Linked DNA regions of Hordeum vulgare: all the other regions are linked to region 1. A link is a contact called in public Hi-C data. All regions are on one chromosome and are shown on one strand. The core of a region is the stretch at or near the end of the contact, and the rest is flanking DNA. Distances in the headings are between cores, read along the strand shown. Region 1 holds the start of LOC123404139 (serine/threonine-protein kinase STY13-like). Region 2 holds the start of LOC123403557 (trihelix transcription factor ASR3). Region 3 has its middle 140 kb from the start of LOC123403773.

Evidence for each region. Hi-C and Micro-C count contacts between places; a contact is called where the count stands out from the background.
Region 2: a Hi-C map of seedling shows a contact between it and region 1, with 4 times the contacts expected there. The contact joins the promoter of LOC123403557 here to the promoter of LOC123404139 in region 1. A contact is called at or near these places in 1 of 6 Hi-C or Micro-C datasets (seedling) and 1 of 1 datasets of contacts at active chromatin or transcription factors (embryo).
Region 3: a Hi-C map of leaf shows a contact between it and region 1, with 4 times the contacts expected there. The contact joins the enhancer-like site here to the promoter of LOC123404139 in region 1. A contact is called at or near these places in 2 of 6 Hi-C or Micro-C datasets (leaf and seedling).

The regions. Positions count from the first base shown.
Region 1 is chr6H:130,011,848-130,016,186 of MorexV3_pseudomolecules_assembly, forward strand. It overlaps LOC123404139 (serine/threonine-protein kinase STY13-like), which reads left to right and starts at 1,270. Exons shown (of 3, transcript XM_045098063.1): 1 at 1,270-1,444; 2 at 1,854-2,870; 3 at 3,693-4,275. The coding sequence starts at 1,945. The coding sequence ends at 4,032.
Region 2 is chr6H:129,414,180-129,418,675 of MorexV3_pseudomolecules_assembly, forward strand. It overlaps LOC123403557 (trihelix transcription factor ASR3), which reads right to left and starts at 1,649. Exons shown (of 2, transcript XM_045097485.1): 1 at 686-1,649. The coding sequence starts at 1,640.
Region 3 is chr6H:129,030,987-129,035,356 of MorexV3_pseudomolecules_assembly, forward strand. No RefSeq gene overlaps it. Among protein-coding and RNA genes, the nearest start is that of LOC123403773, 140 kb to the left of the region's middle. Within about 2 kb of position 2,270, at least 3 of the 3 cell types and tissues checked have open chromatin away from gene starts, as enhancers often do. A contact at or near this core is called in leaf and seedling, where this site is marked.

The sequences.
Region 1 (4,339 bases), core at 20-2,519:
TCCCTAGCTCCTCTGATGGATTCAGATGGGCCTGGACAATACACAATGAAGTTGATATATTATGTGTTCTTTCTGAGATTGATGCACATTGCGGGTGCAGAGAACTATAGTCTTCTCAGGCACCTCCTAGACTGAATTTATTTGATTGATTGTTCGTCGAGAATTGGTGTTGGACTTCACATTGTCTCCAAGCACGGGGTGTATGCTACACCAATCGGCCTGCTAGTTTTGCCTTCATAAGCTGAAATGCAGTAACAAACTCATGATCGAGTGTTATTTCTCACCAACATTCTATTCTTAGGTTCAACCGCATGGATTAGGAGACATGGCCCACTCCTTCGGTAAACTTGGTCATGATATATAGTCGTTAGAGCCTCCGCTGGTGGTGTGAAGCGTAAAGGGCTAAATTCTCTCACCATCCTCACCATGAATTTCATTTGGCAGGAATGGAGTCGACACACCTTCAATAATGTCACTTCATCAACTTTCATGGTTGCCAAGCGCATCTGTAATGAGTGGACAATATGGCTTGTGTGTGTCAACAAACACATGGTGTAGGGAGTTTAACATCCAAGTGTGAGCAGTCTTGATCGGTCTTTGTCACCTCCAACCACTCTTTCTTGTAACTGATTCTACATTTCTTAATGATACAACACATAAAGCCCATGCATGCTCCAAGGGGAAAAGATGAACAAACCATTAATGCAACTTCAAACACCGCAGCCTGAGTATTCGAAAAAAGGATGAACAAACCATCAATGCAATTACAAAATGATGCACGAGGCTTTTCCGTTTTCGAGAAGAAGAAAGAAGATGAACTTGCCACCAATATATTACCATTCTTGCTCTAGCTTTCACCATGTCGTATATTGGTGCAAATTAAACTTTTCGCGCCATTGAATTGAAAAACAAAGGAGGATACTATAATAGAAGCATCTCTTAGGGTGCAAAAACAAAAAAACTTAAACATGGACCATCGGATCTTGGACGGATGCGCCAGATTCGCGCGGGAGAGCAGTCGAACATCTTTGATCGTTTTGTCGAAAACCGTCTGGCTAACACCTATACTAAAATCAGGCCCTTCTAGTGGCTTCCACATGACAAATCTAGGCCGTCCATCCGAGATCCAACGGCTTAACTTCTATTTTTTCTGTTTTTTGCAACAAAGGGGGTGAGGAAAGGACTGAACTAAGAAACCCGGAAGCTCGGGGTGTAAACCATAAACGGCAGCCACACTAACGACTTCCTTCCTCCGCCCCCTCTCTCTCCACCCCTCCCCCCACTTTCCCACTCTGGAGTCGTCGTCTCTGCTCCGGTCTCCGGAGAAAAGCAAAGCCAGCGCCGAGCAGCAAGCCCCACACGCCAATTCGGAATCCTTCTCCTCCCCTCCGCCCCCGCGATCCCGCCCCTCTCCGCCTGCCCGATCGGCCTGCTTCCTCCCGGGGTAAGTTCGGCCTCGCCTCACGCCCAATTCGGTCCCGAATCGCGCGGTTGTTGTTTTTTCGGGTGATCGATTGCTGGGTTTTCGCGCGATTAGGGGACGGATGGGTTCTTTGCGCCTTACCGTTTGCCGGGTTGTCGCGCCTGGCTGCGGGATTTCGGAGGGAGGGCCGATCGAGCTGGGAAGGGTTTCGAGAAAATTTTCTTGTTTTCTAGGTTGAAGGGCTTAAAGTTCGTGTGTAGGGGTGGCGTATAGATGTAGTTTTCTCAAAATGGGCAAAAAAATTTACATCTGTCATTTACAGAAAATGTTCTTGGTTGTAAGATACGTGATTTTGGCATTTTCAAACTAGAATTACATGTTGCGTATGCTTGATAACTCATTTCTAATGTTCAGCTTGCTATAATTGTAGGTTCGGTGGGTGTACGGAAGAGGGCGTTCCTTAGTTGAGGATGTACAGTTAATCTGCAGCAGCTCGAATTGTAGCATTTGGATCTTCTGACATGGCTGAAGGGGCAAGGTTTCATGGCATGGTTGGCGGTGGCGACAAGGGGATGCAAGAGAACGAGTTCAATGGCTTCTTCAGCATGCCCTATTATCAGAAAATTGGGGAGGGCTCCCACATGTCTGTCGACAGCACCGATAACTACAACCTGTCCAATTGCGCCGGTGGCTCCATTACCATGTCAGTGGACAACAGCAGCGTGGGCTCGAACGAGTCCCGTACCGTCATACTTAAGCACCCGGGCCTCCGTGATGCCCCAACCGCAAGCTATTCGGTTGGCAACAGCGTCTTTCGCCCCAACCGCGTGGCTGCGCACACCCTGAATGAAGATGCATTGGCCAGGGTTCTGATGGACCCAAATCATCCAACAGAGATACTGAGCAAGTACCAGCAGTGGGCCATTGATCTGGGGAGGTTGGATATGGGGGTTCCCTTTGCACAAGGGGCCTTTGGGAAGCTGTACCGGGGAACATATATTGGAGAAGATGTTGCCATTAAGCTGCTGGAGAAGCCTGACAATGACATAGAGAGAGCACAATCGTTGGAACAGCAGTTTGTGCAAGAAGTTATGATGTTATCTACCCTAAGGCACCCAAATATAGTAAGATTTATAGGTGCTTGCAGGAAGTCAATTGTGTGGTGCATTATTACTGAGTATGCAAAAGGTGGCTCGGTCAGGCAGTTCCTGGCAAAAAGGCAAAACAAGTCGGTACCTTTGAGGCTGGCTGTCAAACAAGCATTGGATGTTGCTAGGGGAATGGCATATGTGCATGCGTTGGGATTTATCCACAGGGACCTGAAGTCGGATAATCTTCTTATTGCAGCAGACAGATCCATTAAGATTGCTGACTTTGGAGTTGCTCGAATTGAAGTGAAAACAGAGGGGATGACACCAGAGACAGGAACCTACCGCTGGATGGCACCGTAAGTTCTGTTGTTGTTTGGTTTCGTATGTAGATAGTTATCTTCAACATTTGAAATCTATGGTGTTTGTCATTTAATTTATTTGCACATGCCAAATCCTGAATCCGTTCATGCAGTTGCCAAACCTTTACTGTACAACATTCAACCGGTTGTCATAATCTATTGTTGTAGAGTGTTATTTACAAACTGTACATAGAGAGATTTTCTCCCCACAATGTACCTGGATGCTCCAATTGTACGCACCAGATTCTCATATAACTCAAATTGTGCATGTCGTTGCCTTGTGTTAAGACAGAAGTGTCATCTACTGTACCTAGTGCCATCTTAATTTTGCATCTGACTAACAGCCTTCTGCTGCACCCCTGAAGCGTTTGAAGGTTGGAATAACCTTCTGCCACAGTTCCAAAAAAAAAACAAGACTTCAAAGCATGGTCCATCATAATCCAAATTGAAATATTGCAGAGTTGGCAACTATTTTCTCAACAGTGGGGTAGTAGGGTAGTGGCAGGCTATTATACCAGTAACATAGCTAACAGATAATGTTCCCTTTTCTGTTTGCATCTACTCCCTCCGTCCCAAAACAAGTGTCACAAATTTATAACTAAATTAGTACAAATTTTGTACCAAGTCAGCGGCACTTATTTTGGGACGGACGGAGTACTAAATTCTCATTGCATACATGGAGAAATGGTAGAGAAGTGTTTCACTTCGGTTGTCTCATAGCAACAAGCTGCTTCTATTATTGTCCATTTCTTGACAAAATTTCAGCCTTCTGCTGTGTATATGATTGATGATGTAGTGGTTGTTCTTTTTTGTGTGCAGAGAAATGATCCAGCACAGGCCTTATGATCACAAAGTTGATGTCTATAGCTTCGGGATTGTTTTGTGGGAGCTTATAACTGGCATGCTTCCTTTCACAAACATGACAGCTGTTCAGGCAGCTTTTGCTGTTGTAAATAAAGGTGCTCGTCCAGCAATCCCACATGACTGCCTGCCTTCCCTAACCCACATCATGACTCGCTGCTGGGATGCAAACCCTGAAGTCCGCCCACCATTCACCGAGATCGTCTGCATGCTTGAGAACGCCGAGATGGAGGTTGTGAGCCATGTCCGTAAAGCGCGCTTCCGCTGCTGTGTTGCTGAACCCATGACCACCGACTGAAATTAAAGCAAGTTAGGTTATCGCAGCGGGCATTAGGGAAGAAAACAGGTAAGGATGAAGAAAAGAGGCAATGCCATTGTGTTCATCGTTGTCAGTGCGTGGGGTCTGTGTGCCTTCACCAGTGCGCATTCTGTCTTGTGTAAGTTGCACACCTCAAGTAAAAGTAATTTCGTATAGATGTTGCCTTGTATGCTAACAAAGACCTAATGGAGCTTTTCCGTGTTAATAATATCCGCTTGCTCTTGGACTCGCGCAAGTTTGTGCTTCGCATTTGCGTGCTATTGTTCTTCGTCATGTTGATTTCTGC
Region 2 (4,496 bases), core at 399-2,898, 600 kb before region 1:
TTTTATTAGTTGTCTTGTGTACCAACACACGGATCTGTACTCCTAGTTGTTAATTGGTGGCGGGGATCCATTCGCCTTTGGATCAGATCTCAATCAAACGGCCTCACATTCCTCTTACACCCTTGGCACAGCTTTTCCGCTCGACAAACCAGGTAATATGTGAAAACCTACAGACTCGGAGTAACAACAATAGGATTGTGGATTGTCATGATGACAAAATCCCTGATATGTGAGCCCATCCAAGCATGAAGAACAGGCACTGAGTTTGGACACGGCAAGAAAGCAACATAATTCTACCATATCACCAAAAAAAGGAAAACAAAATATAAGCCTCCTCTGAACAGCAGGCTACAGGCATGTGTTCCCCAATACTCTGGTGCTGGCATTTTTGCATCCATCACCTATAGATCACCTTCACTGCAGCTCTTACATTTGGTTAATGGATCCATGTACAGATGCATAGTACTCCACTGGCCAAATCATTCCTACCAAATACTGACATAGTCAAGTTGCAATAATATATGGCATACGCTGCAAGCTTTACTACTAAACCATTAAGTATCTCCAACATATCATAATCAGAGCACACGATCACCCAACTGAAAACATCTAGCCGGTTCATACTCACATGCTAATCAAGTCAGGTGTGTGAACATGCAAAGAAAAATTGAGAGGAGAATTGTACCCAAATCATCAGAAGCATTCGCATTTCCACCGTCAACCTGCATCTCCTCCTCACTCCGGTCACCATCCTCCGCGGCACTATCCTCCTCCTCTTCTTCAACCCCAGCATCGCCACCCTCTTCCTCTCCCACCTCAGCAGTATCACCACCACCGCCGCCACCCTCTTCCTCTCCCACCTCAGCAGTATCACCACCACCGCCCCCGTCACCATTAGCACTGGCCAAGACCTCGTCGCCCCCTCCTCCCCCGGCGCCGCCAAGGAGCGCCTCATCGACCCGGATCAGAGCGTCCATGATGCCATACACCTCGGCGTCGAACTCCGCTGGGAGCCCGGCCTTCCTTCTGGCCGCGGCACCCATGCGCCAGTACTTCCCCCCGGTCCGCGCCTCCCAGTGCCGCACCGCCCCGTACTCCGCCTCGAGCGCCTCCCACTTCCGCTTGCACTCGCCAGCCGCCCTCCCCCTGCGCCTCGAGGGCGCCCCTCCGGCATCGGAGAAAGCGATGTTCTCCGCGACGATGGCCCACTTCTGGAAGGCGGAGACGGAGCGGGCCCAGCCGTCGTCTTCCACGGCGGCGACCGCGGCAACGAGCGCGAGGGTCTCGGCGGCAGTCCACTCGGGCGCGCGGCCGGAGCGCGTGCGGCGGGGGCTCGGGGGCCTGGAGGATTTGAAGGCGGGCGGCGGCTGGTCTCTGGCCGCAGGCGTGAGGGCCTGGGGTTTGGAAGGGGACGCCGCTAGGGCCTGGACGATGCAGGGCGAGTCAGAGGCGGTCACGCTGGGATCGACGGAGGGTAGGGCTTGGACGATGCACGGGATGTCGGCGCCGCGGGGATCCATGGAGGCGGAGGCGGAGGCGGAGGCTGTTGGAGCTTGGGGGAGGCGAGAGCTGAGTGACAGAGTGAGTCCGGTCAGTGGCTCAGTGCGGCACGGAGGCTTCGAGCGAGTCAGCTTATTCATTGACTAGCTTGTACACAAGAAAAAAAAAATGCCAAAACTAGACTAAGCAACTCTAGTGAATTTTTATCAAAAGGACAAACTGACGACTGGAATTGCTACAAAGGACCATCTCTAGATCAAAATGATAGAAAAGATCAACTGAACTGTAGGGTATCAAAAGGACAAACTAACAAGTGGAATTGCTACAAAGGACCATCTCTAGATCAAAATAATAGAAAAGACCAACTCAACCGTAGCGGTACGCTGATAGATGCCACCTATCACCATATGCGGAGGTGGACGCCTTTGCTGCACAGGATTTCAGACGCTACCCGTGTTTGAAACGGAACGACGCCGATCCGGTGGGCCCTACCGCCATGTTATCTTGCGGCAGTTTGTGTTGCTCCTTCGCGCGATTGAACCATCATTTCCGTGTTTATGACTAGTTCGTGTGTTTATTTTACTCAATCTTCATGCATGCAAGAGATAAGCATATGACTACAGTGCAACTGTGAGCAACATCAATTCGAGTGGTCGTTTGCATGGTATACAGAGTGTGGCCCATATATGCATGCAAGTACAAGTGTGAGCACAAGGTCATCAACGCAATACATACACTCTGATTGTTTATATGGGCTGCCGTCATGGAGCGTGGTGGCAGGTGCCAGTTTGCCCACCCGTTCTGTTTTTGCAGCCGAAATACTATGCAACAAAGGTTGCCGCCGTTTTGAGTGGCGGCAGGCCCTGCCACCATGGCCCGTGTCGGCTGACGCACCTACCGCTATGACCTAGCTGGTCTATTGTGCCAATATTATCCGGAGATGGTCCTTTCTAACAATTTCACTCATTAGGTGGTCTTTTTAACAAAAAAATCAACTCTAGCAAGTCCCACAATAATTGTGAGTGTGATGATTTTAGGTCCAAATATCACTCTAGCAAAGTCTTTTTTTGTGACGACCACTCCAACAAAGTCAGATATAGATCGACATAAATTATGAAGGTTGCTTCATAAATGGCCCCTAGCTTCCATATTTAGACGGTAGGGAGGTCAATATAGAGCTCGCTCAATAAACTAGCCAACAACAGGAGGGGAGGGGAGTTTTAACTTCTTTCTTCCCGCGTCACTCGATTTTTGAAGCGCAGAACCGCCCATACACACATCAGCATGTACCGATTAATCACCGTGAGTGGGATGACGCGATCGGTAACCACCAAGCCATTAATGACGGTCACCGCTTTCCAGTTCTCAAGGATATCGTTTGGATAGCCACACGACTTCATCCCCCGCTATAAAAGCCCATCCTTTGAATCCTCGCCCCCACTCCCATCTCCTACACGGCGCCACTTCTCCTCCTTTTTAATGCCATCGTGTCGGAGCTTAGAGCATGGTTAATAGTATAGCCAACTGCGAGAATGGCGTTGCAGAGACCGGACTCTAGTAAGCCCGGTATGTCAGAAAAAATAATATATGTTTAAAAGCTTTTAAAAAAATCATTTTTTTATACAAATACATATACATGGTAGTTAAGTATGCAAAAAGTTTCATCAAGTAGTTCAGTTGTTTGTCTGCTACATAAAAAAGATAAAAATCTGGTCCAAATACAACAAAAATAAGGCCCATTTTAATCTGTGTATTTGTCTTTTTTGTATACGCTACATCTGAGCATAAATATTAGTGAAAAATTATACGCGTATATTACAAATACGTATCTATGTATATACTTTTTTTAGTTTTTTTAGTGTGTGGAAATAGTATTTTGGTAAAAAAAATAACTGCCTCAATGGAGCCCGGGTGCCGCTGTGCTTTTTCGAGCCAACTGCTGGCTATAAGGAGTTGCCATGTCATATATAGTCGACCTAACAATTAACATGTATATTAATAAGTTGCTAAGAAGTATTACTTTATTAATACATAACCCACCTTACATCCTCACAATGTTTCTTGGAGCCCGTCTATAGCCGACTGTTAATCTACAACCCGCTTCCCTTCTCTCTCCTCTTCTCTCTCATCCAACTCAGCAAAAATATAATACTTTAATCCTTACAGCGTGCTGACTATACCTTATTATACTTGCTCTTAGCCAACTAGCTAGACGCGGCGGGGGAGCGGAACTCCTGTCGCAGACGTCGCGCAACTGTGTGGAAAACTCTCCATGCGTCACACTAGTTGTGGCACCGATTAGCTCCTCCTCCGAGCGGCAGCGGATCTAGTAGGTGCATGGGAGGCACACCCATTGTCCGGCTGAAGGAGGAGCCGGGAAACGTCATCCCCGTTTGCCCAACCAACTGTCTCGTCCTAGTTAACGACATCATCCACGTCGTAGCCCAGCAGTCGGTGTCAAAACCGGCACAACTTGGGTAGGGGGTCTGAACTGTGGATCTTGGATCAATGGATAACATGAGACAAAGGAGACAATGTTTACCTAGGTTCGGGCCCTCTCAATGGAGGTAAAACCCTACGTCCTGCTCTTGTTTATTTTGATGGTGGAGTACCGAATACACAGTTGATCTACCTCGAGATCGTATGTAGTGGTCTAAACCCTAGGAGTAATGAGCTTAATCTGTCCTACGAACTAAAGACCTCTGGTTTATATAGATACCAGGGGTCCTAGGGTTACACGAGTCGGTTATAAATCAAGGAGGGAACATGTCGATCACTACGTGACCATGGAGTACATGCCAAGTCTTCGGAAGAGTCCATCTTAAATAAAACATTACTTTATTTATCTGGAGTCCAATAATGATGATAGAACGACCGAGGAGTCCGGCCCATGGAAATAGGTAAGCAACCCGAGGACTCCTTAGTCTCGGACTTCCTCGGTAGCCCCCGAACTGGCCTCCAATGCCGTAGTCTTGATCTCAAGTTGTTTTATGTGT
Region 3 (4,370 bases), core at 1,020-3,519, 980 kb before region 1:
CAAAACATTGTTTCCTCGACGGTTTCCTTGAGGAAAGGTTGTATGTGATACAACCAGAAGGTTTTGTCAATTCTAAGGATGCTAACAAGCATGCAAGCTCTAGCGATCCTTCTAAGGACTCGAGTAAGCATCTCAGAGTTGGAATATGCACTTTGTTGAGATGATCAAAGCTTTTAGGCTTATACAAGGTTTATGAGAAACTTGTAGGAGGGACCGGTAACTAGGATTTCGAGCCGAGCCCAGGCCCTGCCGCGGACCACTTAATATAGACGGCCTGATCCACTACACGAATCGTTTTCTTTTTCGTCACGAGAGCGGCGGACGGGAAAATGCTATTTGCCGCTCTTTGCGTAACATGTCAGGGCTTCGCACACACATGAAGAGGAAGCGACGCGATCTCGGCCGGTCCATTTCCGGTTGCGGGAATTCCGGTTTTGGAAACCTTCTAGACTTTCTTAATCGGTTTTTTCGGTTTTCAAAACTTTCTAGAAGGTGCCTTGAACCGGTTTTTCTTTTTTTCTTTATTCTTTTATGTTTCTTTTTTCTTCTGTTTCCGTTTCAAAAATGTTGTGGGTCTTTAAAAAATGTTCTGGATTTTAAAAAAATGTTCAGGATTTTCAAAAATTGATCTTCAAATTCGAAAAGTATTTTACTTATTAGAAAAAAGTTCTCGATTTTCAAAAAGTGTACTGGGTTTTCAAAAATGTTCTTCAAATTCTGTTTCTGCTTTTTTTCAAAAAAATGTTGTCGATTTTGAAAAAAAGGTTCTGATTTTTCAAATAATAATCGGGATTTTCAAAGAAGGTACTCGGTATTCAAAAAATGTTCTTCAAATTTAGAAAATGTATGTGTCTTTTTTCAAAAAATTGTTCTGGATTTTCAAAAAATATTCTGATTTTTTAGAAAATGTTCTGGATTTTCAAATTCTAAAAATGTTTTTGCTTTTTATAAAAATATTTTGGATTTTAGAAAAATGTTCTGGATTTTAAAAAAATCTTCTGGATTTTTAATAAATCTTCTTAATTTTGAAAAAATGTTCATGGTCTTTTAAAAACTGCTCTTCAATTTGAAAAAATGGTTATTAGAAAGATGTTCTCGATTTTCAAAAAAAGTACTGGGATTTCAAAAAATGTTCATCAAATTATTTTTCTGTTTTTTTTCAAAAAAATGTTCGGGATTTTCAAAAAATGGTCTTCAAATTCGGAAAATGTTTCTGCTCTTTTCCAAAAAATTATTCAGGATTTCCCAAAATTGTTCTTCAAATTCTAAAAATATTATTGCTTTTTAGAAAACTGTTCTGTATTTTAAAAAATGTTTTAGAATTTCAAAAATGATCTGGATATTCGCAAAATGTTTTGATTTTTAAATATTGTTCTTCAAATTCGAAAAATGTTCTCAATTTTCAAAGAATGTACTGGATTTTTCAAAAATATTCTTCAAATTCTATTTCTGCTTAAAAAATGTTCTTGACTTTCAAAAAATGTCGGGGTTTTAAAAAATGTACTGGGTTTTCAAAAGAAGTTTTTCAAAATTCGGCAAAGGTTTCTTTTTTCTTTCAAAAAATGTCTGTAGTTTTAAAAAATGTTCTGCATTTTCTAAAATTATTTGTCAAATTCTAAAAATGTTTCTGCTTTTTATAAATATGTTCTGGCTTTCAAAGAATGTTCTAGAATTTCAAAGAACTGTTCTGGATTTTAAAAAAATGTTCTGGATTTTTAAAATTGTTTGTTCGTGAAATGTTCTTGTTTTTCTATAAATATTCATATTTTCAAAAATTGTTTACGATTATGAACTTGTTTTCAACATTTGTTCTCAAGATTTCAAAGACTCTTCGTGCTTTTAAAAACTTGTTCATGCTTCCAAATATGTTGTGGGTTTTCAAAATTGTTTTCTGTTTCAAAATTTTATTCTTAAAATTCAAAAAATGTTCATGCTTTAAAAATTTGGTCGCGGTCCTAAATCTGTTCTGCATTTTCCAAAAAAATTCTTTGTTGAAAAATTTGTTCTCAAGATTCAAAAAATAGTCGTCCTTTAAAAAATTGTTCGTGTTTTCAAATTTGCTCCCTGTTTTCAAGGACGTTCAAGCTTTCAACAAATGATTTAAAGAATTCAACATTTGTTCGTTTTGATAAAAAAGGAAAAGAAGGAACACGGGAAGAAAAACGTCCCAAAAATGAAAAAACAATAAGCAGAAAAAAGCTACAATTATCATGTGCCTACTGGGCCGGCCCAGTTGGGGGTCGCCCTGTGCGTGGGAGGGACTCCCTGCCGCAGAGAGCGGCAGGTAGGAGTAGTTCCCCGGTGGACGCATGAGACGTGAATCCGAAACTATCGTACCGAGCTCGCCCATTTAAGTTTTCTTTATTTCCTGCTAAGGACTCGAAGAAAAAAAGTGCGGTAGACAGATTCAAACTCAAAACCTCACGGTTAAGAGGGTCCACAGCAAACACTGTGTCATCTCTGTAATTGTGTTTTGTAACATCTTTTTCTCCTTTAATTATTTTTAGTACATCAGTTAGCTGGGTCACTTTTTTGTTATTGTTAATTTCTTTTCTTCTTTCTTTTTCTTAAATGCGCATTTTTTTCAAAACCGTGAACTTATTTTCTAGAAAACGATGAGTTTTGTTTCTCAAACTATTGATTTGTTTCTTAAGTTTTGATGAACATTTTTCATATTGACAAACTTTTTCCTTCAAAAACAATGAATTTTTTTCCAATATCGATGAGACTTTCCTCAAAATTGATGAACCATTTCCAAATTCCATGAAAGTTTTAAAAAAATTGATGAACTATTTTTCCAAATTCGATGAACTTTTTTCAGACAGACGTGGTAGCAGACAGACCGGACGCAGCTGCAGGGGCATGCTGGACCCTCTACTCATCTGCGCCCGTTAAGCCCCCGCCGTCGCGCTGCAGCACACGCAGCACAGGAGCAGCCACCCCCATCGCATGTATCGCGCCAGACCAACCAGAGATGACCCACCGAAAATCGAACCGGCCCACCTTGCCAGATCGTCGATTAGCAGACCGCTCCGCCGCCAAGGGCAGCACCACCACCGCACCTGCTGCCAGGGTACAGGACCGCTGCCTGCCCAGCAGCCCACGCCGAACCTGCGGCCCGCGTCACCCATCGGGCCAAATCCAGCCTTCGCTGCATCCAGCCCTGAGCATGCCCCACCTGCGCACAGCCACCGCACCACGAACCCACGCCCATGTCGGTGTCGTCGCACGCCCTCGGGAGCACGCCGTCGCTGCATGCGCTAGCTGCCGCATCGTCGGCCCCACGCGAGCACGACACCTCCGCGCGACCAGGTTGTCCCGCGCCAGCCCCAAGATCCAGGCGGAGGGGAGAGGAAGCCCGCCGTCGCCGGCGCCACAAGGGCTTTGCCGGGCGGCACGTGTCGACGACGACGGGGAAAGGGGGCCGGAGGGAGGGGAGGAAGCCAGCGGCTAGGGTTTGCCTCCTCGATCACCCTCGGGGGCGACGCGAGAGGAGAGGGGGAAAAACCGCTCTTATCGTCAAAGCATTTTCAGTTCGAAAGTAAGGCTTTCGCTTAGTCGCGTTGCGAGAGGGGAAAGAAAAGCACAGGCTTAATCCACAAACAAATAATGAGCACTATTTACATACATTATAGTTATCGCTAGGTGATCTATGAACCTGAATGTATTTTTTTACTTCTAATGTTTTTTTACTACTCCATTCCATAATATAAGACATTTTTTCACACTACAAATGTCTTACGTTATGAGACACATGGAGTAGATCGGAAGTTTTCATCACTAAAGGAAAAAGACTACTATGCTTAGTTACATAAACAAACAATTGTGAAGCAATCTGTGGTTGGATGGTTAGAGAGAATATGGTATTTCCAGCCCACGAGATTAAAATCCTGTTGCTCGCATTTATTTTTAAATTTATTTTAGAATTTACGGCGATGCGCATTCAGTAGGAGGAGACGTCTACGATGACTTCGTAAATTTTAAAATGATATGTCGACTCACTCTTTCAAAGATGCTAGTAGAGATACAATGTGTATGTGAGTTCACAAGATAAGTGTATGAGCATGTATAAGCGTTTGCGTCTGTATTGTTTTTAAAAGAGAAACAATTAGTAATACTTACATACATTGATAAAAACGTGTGAGTAAAAAGAACGGGATTGCTAAATCTTAACTGATTGTATATGTGTCGGATCCTAAATGGAGATCGGTGTAAATTTTGCTTTAAGGCATTGATTGGATTGTCGTTTTCAACCCTATTACACCTGTAAAATATACAAATCATGATTTATCGTTTTTATTTTTCATTGAAAATCATGTATAATCCGTAAAATACAGTTGTAAAACAAATACGGATATGTTAGAATACAC